Linked DNA regions of Mus musculus: region 2 is linked to region 1. Evidence: chromatin contacts called from public HiChIP or PLAC-seq data. All regions are on one chromosome and are shown on one strand. Each heading gives the region's core, a stretch centred on a gene start, on an enhancer-like site or on the middle of the called end of the contact. The rest is flanking DNA. Distances are from core to core; before and after follow the strand shown. Region 1 overlaps Sgo2b (shugoshin 2B). Region 2 has its middle 54 kb from the start of Gm35521.

Region 1 (4,675 bases), core at 480-2,979:
ACAAACAGTTTATCCTTTAGATAGATCTCTTGTATAGGTAACTTGTACTTGCTAACTTCTACCATTTAAAACTACTGGTGAAAATTTCAACTTGAAGTAAATGTCCAGACAAATGTCAGATTCATGGACACCTAATACTGTTAGTCTAGAAGCGGTCTTCAAAAATGAGCAGGACTAAGCTTTCCATTTTGCTTAGCTTGTAATTTGAAAATGCCATTACATTTATATGTTTAGTTTCATTTCCTTTTCATGGATATGAAAAAATGTTCATCTAGGTGAATACAGTGATTTTTTTTCAAGGTCATAACCAATTAGTGATTATGATGGTTAGTTTTGATTTTTCAAGCTGACATAGTCTAGAATCATCTGGAAAGAGAATCTCAATGAGAGATAGTCTAGATCAAGTTTGCCTGTGAACATGACTGTGGAGAATTATCTTGATTTTACTGAGTTGGGAAGCGTTGTCCACTGTGGGTGGTACCATTTCCTTGGCAGGAGATTCTTAACTATTTAAGAGTGAAGAAGGCAAACTGAGTACAAGCTTCTATCATTCATTGCTCTCTTCTCAAGACTCTGAGTGTGGGTGGCTATCTGCTTCAAATTCCTGCCACTTTGATTTCCTTGCAATGATGAGCTGTAGCCCAGAACTGTGAACCAAATAAATTCTCCTTTAAGGTTCTATTGTCTGTATTTTACCAGAGCAACAGAAATGAAAATATCATAGTGCTAATGAACTTGAGTAATGACTTAGTAAGAAAACATAATAAAACTTAATTTTATTACACGGTCTTCCTAATTGATAATCCTGTAATGTAGTCTATAGCTTATGCATTGGTTAAATATTAACAAACTAGAATACAGAAACTTAATTTGCCATGGACCGGTGCTCAACAGGCCCTCCTCAATCCCTGCTAATCAAGGTCTTGGACAGATAGGCATAGAGTGGGTGGGAATAGGGGTGACAAACAGATGGAACATGAGAGAGTGTATTGAATCTGAGTGTAATGTGTCAAATCGAGCATCAAACTTTTTATATAGAAGAATAACAAGAAACCAGGCCAACATATCTGCTAAGTTACAGTGACATAAAACAAAAGGAATGCATACATCAAAAGATGGTGGGGAACAGGCCCTGTTTACCACTTAGAATGGAGACAGATGTAATGCTAGTCTATTGCTAAATTCACCACCAGGGGTTCTTAGTAAATGCCTGATTATGTGTTCCTTTGGGCCTAGTGAAGAAAATTGTCCCAGGGAGATTCCCTAACTCTTTCACGGTTACCCCACCCATTCTTATTCGCTAGGCCATTGTGTATTCCCTTGTTTGGGTGAGACTAAGTAATCACTCTGCTGACTAGCCCTGAGCTATTCTAGCTCCATTCTTTGTAATGCCTAATTAGTTTCACTTCTCTACTAGAAGTAAATCTGAATGTTACTGAATAGGTAACCTTCTCACTGAATTCTTACTGAATTCCAAGACCTTCAGCTTCAAGGATTTTCTAGGACTTTGGAACACTGGTGGAGGCTCACCTATGTCAGAATTCAATCTTTAAAGGCACTTATAATAAAACAATACTGAAAGAGAGCATACACCATACTAACTTGGGGATAGGGTTTGAGTATATGGGCTATGAGAATGCCAAGATTCCAGGAGGCTGAGTTTCCTTGAAACTCTTTGCCTCTTTTGACTGCCTCCAGGCCTTTCAACCTAGACAGGCAGACTTCACTGGAGTGGGTGTAGCACTAAATGTTAAGCTCAGAGCACAGTGTTTTTCTTTCCACAGTCTTAGGTATCCTCCCCACCAGCGTTACTATTATTATTTGAGGCCATGGTCTCCTTCAGCTCTAGAAGTAGGAATTAATGGCTCTATTATAGTATATACCCATTCCAGTCTTGGGGTGGGGGCTGAGTGAATGCTCAGTAGTATGCATTTCTCATGGATTTAGATGTAAAATGTGACCTGTGAGTACTCCAGTTAGTCTAACTAATTTTTATTAGCATGAATTCTGAATAAGGGTCTGAGAAGAACAGAAGTTCTCTCTGTGAAACAGCTAAGTATCTGCTTTGTTTACTATAGATTATTACGTATTTTTTGTTTTTCTTTATTTTGTAGAGAGCCATTGTCACTCAGATCAAAGTCCTCAGAGTTCTCCGAGTGAGATGAAAACTGGTCCATCTCCCAACCTTAGAAGGGGAGAAAAATTAACACTTAAAAATATTACTCAGAGGAAGAAGTGTGTGTCTTCAACTGTAGACATACTGTATGTGTCAGATTTAGAAAACCAATCAATATCAAGTCCAGGATCAAATTGGAATAATGAGATAAATGGCCATACCAATGAAACCAGTAATAACACACAAAGAAATACCGAGTGTTTTCTTGGCTTACCTTCTGAATCTTCCAGTGAGCCTTATGTAAAGCGCATGGAGCAAGTGCAGAAAACTGACAACTTTCATTTTCATAACACTGTGTCTGAAGCCGCTGATGTGGAGTTAACTGCTACTGATGTAGGCAAGATTGTAATAGTTTCAAAGAGCAATAAAAATCAAATTAAGAAAAAGGCAGATTGTAGAAAGGAGACTTTCAGAAAAGTGAAAGGTGCAAGCTCTGATAAAAAGAGAGAAAGCTCAAAGAGAGAATGTAAAGATGGTTCAGAAGTAGGTGCTGAAAAAGAGACTGATGAAAGCAGAGCAAAAAGAGGCTCTGGTGTCCTGGATGGCAGAGGGGATTCAGAAGAGCCAAACTGTATTTCCAGTACTGAGCAGCCATCTCAGGTAAACACGCAAAAGAAAATAACCCCCCAGAACAGCTCAGATCAGGAGAACATTCAAAATAAAAAGAGGAGGCGAACATATATGCTAGATGAGCAAGAGGAAGCAAACCCTTTCTCCAGACATTCAGTCAAATTCCTTCAAGATGGTAAATTTGACCTGTGTCAGAAAACCCTACATCATAATTTAAGTAACCCTTCTCGACAGACATTTGTGATTCATAAATCAGAAAAAGGTAACTTATTTCCAAATCAAGAAGATAAGGACACCATTTCTGAAAGCCTAGAAGTTACAAATGAATTTCATACAGCTGATCATTCCATCAGAGAAAATGTATGTGACCATGAGGCTCAGACAACATTGGGCTTGAGAAAGTCTGTCAATGCTCAACAAAATCTAACAAAGAAGACTAAGCAGAAAATAAATCGAGGAACAAAAATAGTTTCTAGCATGAAACAAATATATGAGGACAATGATAAAGATATGCACTTCCTAGAAAAAGGCAACTTTCCCTTCCAAACCCAAGCAGATAAAGTAACCACCAGTGGAAGTCTAGAAGCTACAGAAGAATTTGATACACCTCTTTTCTTCACAAGAGTTAATGGAAGCTTGCGAGACTGTGAGACCCAGAATGTTATGGATCTGCACAAGCAAATTACTGGTATATACCCTGCTCAGAATGAGTCTCAAATGAGCAAAAATCCTAGGCAGAAAGTAAATCGCAAGACAGCAGTAATTTCTGGAGTGAATTGTTTTAGTAGTGACAAAGGTGTTCATTGTTCAGAAAAGGATAAGTCTTTCTTGCTACAAAAGGATAAAGACATTCTTGGAACCTTAAAAGACTTAAGTGAGTCTGATATGCCTGCTCTTTGTAACCAAGATAGTGCAGAGCCATATAAGTCTGAAATGCTCTTGGGGTTGAAAAAACATGACCATGATATGCAGCCTGCTTGTCAAGGTGATTCAAAAGTAGATAAGAAGCTTAGAAAACAGGCAAATCGAAAGACAGAAATAATTTCTAAAATCACCCAAATACATGACAATGATGGAGGAAGTGCACATGACCCACTAAATAAGAAGCTCGGTCAGAAGGTTAATATATCAGATATCATTTCTCAAATGAACCAACTATATGAGACTACTATTGAAGATGGGAATGGCTTTAAAAGCTCTGTCAAAGATTGCCAAGGTGTTATAAGTTGTGACTTGGGGGAAATCAACAGTAATAAAAAGGAAAATTATGATCCAATTCAAGATCCTTGCACACTGGTTAAAAAAACAAAGAGAAAGGGATCGTGTAACTCAGGGAGCAGTTTGGCAGGAGATAAGAACAGGTGTAGTCTGCGGTTAACAGATTCTTCCCAGGTGTCGGTCACCTTAGACTCTGGCTTAAGACACCATCCAAACGAAGCAGATACTAGTCCTGGAGAGTGGACTAACCTGCCAAAGAAGCAGAAACCAATCGTTGTGAGTTCACCGGGAGATGCCTTCTCTGTGAGTGCGGGAAAAGCAAGAAGCAACCCAGCCAAAGCAGTTAGTGAAATGACATCCAAATTAAAGAAAAGAAAGACTCATCTAGGTTGTTCTCCTGAAACCCATGGACCAGTGGAGATAACACCCAACACTGACCTCACTAAGGCTGTTGACTCCCAACAGACTGAGAAGGAGAACTATTTGGAAAAGGAGAACTATTTGGAGAATGAGAAAATTGCCAAGAGGAAGCCAGACTTCTGTATGAAGGTGTTGAAACCTTTATCTCAGACATGTTCATCTAATATAAAGAATTCTTCCTTGGACAGTATGTGTAAGAGTTCGCTACCTTTGAGTATTTCTTCTAGTAAAAACCTGATGCTGGAAGAAAGTTCTTCCCTGGAGAGTACATGCATCTTTCAAGTTGGTGAT
Region 2 (4,436 bases), core at 1,523-4,022, 440 kb before region 1:
CTCTAAGTCAATAATTTGTACATGATGTTGTATCCTCTGTGGGTAGGGCTTGTAGACAGGAGAGCTATTATTCTGCAGTCCTCTGAGAAAAGCCGGTGTTGTCTTTCTCTGAATCTCTTCATTGTGCTGTGTACAGACAACTTGACTCTAAAGGGAGTGAGTGGGTAGGTGGTGGAGGAACACCCACATAGAAGCAGGGGAAGGGAGGATGGGATAGGGGGTTTCCAGGAGTGGAGGAAACTGGGTAAGGGGATAACACTCAAAATGTAAATGAATTAAAACAATAAATAAATAAATAAATAAAGATTTTTTTTTTTAAAGAAGAATGCTTTTAGCATCCTACTGAACTTAAGTTTATTACACAGTCACACAAGACTCCCAGGCCAAGGGGCAGAGAGTCAGTAAGAGGAATTACTGTCAAAGCACAGATAACCAGCCTTGGTCTGTAGGGAGGTGTGGCCGTTGGTGTACAAGAGGAGCAGAGATCAGGGAGGTGGGCATTCAGAAGATCCACTTGGGCATCGTGTACCCAGCTCTGACAGTAAATGAGTAATTTGTTGCATTGCCTGAGAAAATCAAAGTGATTAGAGGTTCACAGAACTCAAGGAGGAAGGCCAAGTTCTAGCAAAATGATCACGTTCCAGGTAAATGGCCCAGAGGAAAAGAAATGTTAGCTAGGCGATCTGTCTGTGGTGTGGACAGAAGAGGAAGGAGATGAACAACTATTTGCCGTAGCCTTGAAACTCACAACGTGGGCCGTACATAGTGTGTTTTTTACTTAACTTATTCCAAGGAAGAGTTAGCTTCAGAACGTCAGTCCTTCCTCATGTACCAACAGTGTCCCAGACAAGCCCAAGTACGGAAGTCTTCTACCTGTAACATCTCTGTCTTACCAACGCTTCCACGCTGGTGTCCTGCATGATTTTCCATGAACAAGGGACTTTTAAAAATAGAAAGCATGACTTGCTACTTCTCTGCTGAACACCCTGCAGTGCTCTTCCTTTCTCTTCAGAATCAACTTTACCCCATGGCCCCAGACTGCCCACAGACCTCATCCCTTATCACTCCCTCTAGCTTGCTCTGCACACTTATGGCTTCACTTTTCTTTAGCACACCAAACACCTCCCCGCACCAGGAACCTATTCCACACTCTTCCTTCCTCTCTGTACAAAATATGGTCTTCTGATCTTCACAAAGATGTCTTCCCTTCTATTAGGGTTCTGCACAGATGTTATGTCCTCAAAGGGGATTTTATTTTTCCCAGACCACTCTATACAAAACCATCCTTTAGCTTACAACCACAGCATTACTGCTTGGTCTGTCTTAACGTTTTTTTTTTTTTTTTGAAAAGAGAATATCAAAGTCTCATGTGATGGGTAGCAGTGTTAACATGTTTTTAGGCATTGCTTTTTATTTAGGGAGCACCACCTGAATTTCCACTCAGTGTGAACTCTTCCAGGATGAGTTGTCTCTTAAATTTTGTTTAGTTTTCCCTTTTTAGGATCTAGATCACTGCGCGGGACACATTCAGTCCTCCATAATTATTTGTTAAGTTAACGAACCACGTAAATATTTCACTAAATGTTGATCTCTTGCAAGGATGTTGCTTTCCTTTTCCTAATAAGAAGGAAAATCAGTGGTTAGATGGAAAGATCTTATCAATGTGAGACCATTTTATTCACTATATTTTAGGGGTAAACCTAGGTAACAGCTGTGTTTGTTATACAGTGTGTCTCTCTGGAAACTAATCTTCTCTCCAGCTCTCATTAGTGAGGGTGTTTGATATGCTTGGGCCAGAATTTAATTATAAACTTCCACATGAGTCACGTTTTCTTCAGGAGCATTTATTCTACCTGTTTCTGTCACTTCCTCTGGGGAGGTTAATATAAATCCTGCTAATTCCAACCAGGGCTGAACTTGAGTTCTGCTCCTATTATTGACAAGTTGAAATTAGGAGCACATTAGCAGTGACTTTCGAAACTGAAGTCAACTGTTAATATATAATTCAGAGCCTACCGGGTACCGCTCCACTGTGAATGCCAACACCACCGCTCCCACCCTCAATGGAACAAAGCGCTTTGAAAGTGACCCCGTGTCTATTGTTACAGTCAGGTGCAGCCATGTGATTAGTTATACAAACGACCGTGTCGTTTGTACAGAGAACCTATTGATTTACATTTGTTTAAGAACAGAAGGAGCGGATGAAATATTTACCTGGCTGGGCAACTTGAGAGCTATTATTATTATTTGTAGAAAGTCAGGCTAGCTTTACTCTCAATTGAAATGGTAAATGGCTTGTTTTAGGAGGGCTAGGAATTGAAGCTAACCTCAAAACTGAAACTTCAGAGTTTTCCAGCAGAGCCCTTGTTCAGGGATTTCTGAATATGGCAGGTGAGATGAAGTACTGTCATTTGGGCCGAAGTGACCTCGGCCAGATCTCAGCATGCCTTCTTGGCTTTCTTTGTTTCTCCAGGCAAGAATCTCAGGCATAGAAGTATCTGGTTAAATTTCACCTCAAGATAACTCCTGAGAAGGACAGCGCCTCATCAGTTGCGGCAGACAGAAAAATGACTCCTTTACAGACAGTTGCACCCTAACCCCTGGAGTCTGCGATCATGTTCATATGATTACGGACATAGAACATACGTTTTGTTTGAGGGAGTGAAGAATATGGTAATCGGAGGCTATCCCTGCTCTTCCACATAGGATCTGGTTGATCACAGTGGTCCTGAGAAGAGGTCAGAGGTCATGCTGACAAGGAAGTATAAGCAGTGGGTGGAGCGATGCAGCCAGGAGTCAACTCCCTAGAACTGGAAGGTGGTAGAGGACAGAAAACCCCTCCCCAACCCCCCCTCCCACCAGAGCACACAGTAGGAGTGGTGTCAGCGTCATCTCAATTTAACCCCAGTCAATAAGTGCTTTTTTTTTATTTTTATTTTTGTTTTTGTTTCTTAATCCACTAAGTGTGAAGTAATTTGTTTCAAGAAAAACAGGAAGTGAAAACATCAATATTATCAGGACCATAAGTTGGCATAGATTGTGCACTTAACAATGCCCCTCAAAATAAACGCCTTTGTCTGTGTGGGTCACGAGAAGAAGCTCCCAGTTATGTTTAATATGTTTAAAATGTCAGGGTTACGTTTGCTTTTATTTGTCTGGGGTCTCTCTGCGATCTCTCTCTCTCTTTCTCTCTCTCTGTTTATCTTTCAGTCCCTCTCTTCCCTCCTCTCCCTCTCTGTCTTTTTCCCCTCACTCTTTCTCTTCTCACCTCCTCTCTCTTTCTTCCTTCCTCCCAATGTTGAAAAAAAAAAAGTCAGATGTTAATTAGGAAGCATTGGGTGCCTCGCGTGCTGCAGAAGCAATTTTAGACACCTGGGTGATGGCGGAAAGAAAACATCCTCTGTCAAGGAACAAGTGGAGCCAGCAGCCTCCCTTTTACATGTTGGCTCTAAAAAAGCAAAAGGAAACAACAAACAAACAAATTTTCAACAGCCGAATAAATACGGAGCATGTGGTACATCCACAGATGCATCAGCATTTAGCTGTAAAGAAAAATGAAGTCGTGACGCTTTTTGGAAATTTTCTCTAAGGGAAAATCATGATCCAGCCCTGGGAAGGCTACTGCAAACATGGCTGCACTGACCCTGGAAGTGCAGGTGTCCTTTGCCATCCCCGTTTCATCTCTTTTGGAGATGTTATCTAGAGCAGGATTGCTTGTTCACACCGAGGTTCTGTTTTTAAGTTCTAAAGGCATCTCAATATTTTATCCACAATTGGGATATTCATTTGCATCAGCAGCCGCAGAGGGCAAGGGTTCAGTTTCCTTCTCAATCCCGCCAGCACGTTCCTTCTTCTGGCTTTTAGCGTGTATGGGTGTTTTGACTGAGTATGGCCAAGAGAGTGTTTTATCTTCAGGACCTGGAGTCACACAAGGTGTTAGGAATGGAGCCTAGGTCCTCTGGAAGAGCAGCCAGTGCTGTTAACTGCTGAGCCCTGTCTCCAGCCTTCTACTTCTGTCTTTTAGATAATAGCTTTTTTTTTGGTTTTGTTTTGTTTTTTGTTTTTTGAGACAGTGTTTCTCTGTATAGCCCTGGCTGTCCTGGAACTCACTTTGTAGACCAGGCTGGCCTCGAACTCAGAAATCCGCCTGCCTCTGCCTCCCAAGTGCTGGGATTAAAGGCGTGCGCCACCAACGCCCAGCGATAGTTTTTATTATTTAAGGTGATAGCTCCTCTTGGTTTGGATTTGCACTTCTGTGATTGCTGCTGTTGAGCATTTTGTCATATAACTGTGGTATATTTGCATGTCTCTTGAGGAACGTAAATTTGGACCCCTTGTCCATTTTTGTTAGTCTTAATTTTTATCTTACTTTTTGTCAATACCACACTTTCTCGATTGCTCTAGCACTGTGTATATTTTGAGTTCAGACAGTTTAA

What was found. HiChIP or PLAC-seq counts read pairs in DNA pulled down with a chosen protein or histone mark.
Region 2: an H3K27ac HiChIP or PLAC-seq map of embryonic stem cells shows a contact between it and region 1, with 6 read pairs. The contact joins two enhancer-like sites. A contact is called at or near these places in 1 of 484 Hi-C or Micro-C datasets (embryonic stem cells) and 1 of 115 datasets of contacts at active chromatin or transcription factors (embryonic stem cells).

What each region holds. Positions count from the first base shown.
Region 1 is chr8:63,926,530-63,931,204 of GRCm38.p6, reverse strand. It overlaps Sgo2b (shugoshin 2B), which reads left to right. Exons shown (of 8, transcript NM_001195687.1): 7 at 2,115-4,675. Among named protein-coding and RNA genes, the nearest start is that of Sgo2b, 23 kb to the left of the region's middle. Within about 2 kb of position 1,729, at least 9 of the 459 cell types and tissues checked have an H3K27ac peak or open chromatin away from gene starts, as enhancers often do. A contact at or near this core is called in embryonic stem cells, where this site is marked.
Region 2 is chr8:64,364,722-64,369,157 of GRCm38.p6, reverse strand. No RefSeq gene overlaps it. Among named protein-coding and RNA genes, the nearest start is that of Gm35521, 54 kb to the left of the region's middle. Within about 2 kb of position 2,772, at least 7 of the 459 cell types and tissues checked have an H3K27ac peak or open chromatin away from gene starts, as enhancers often do. A contact at or near this core is called in embryonic stem cells, where this site is marked.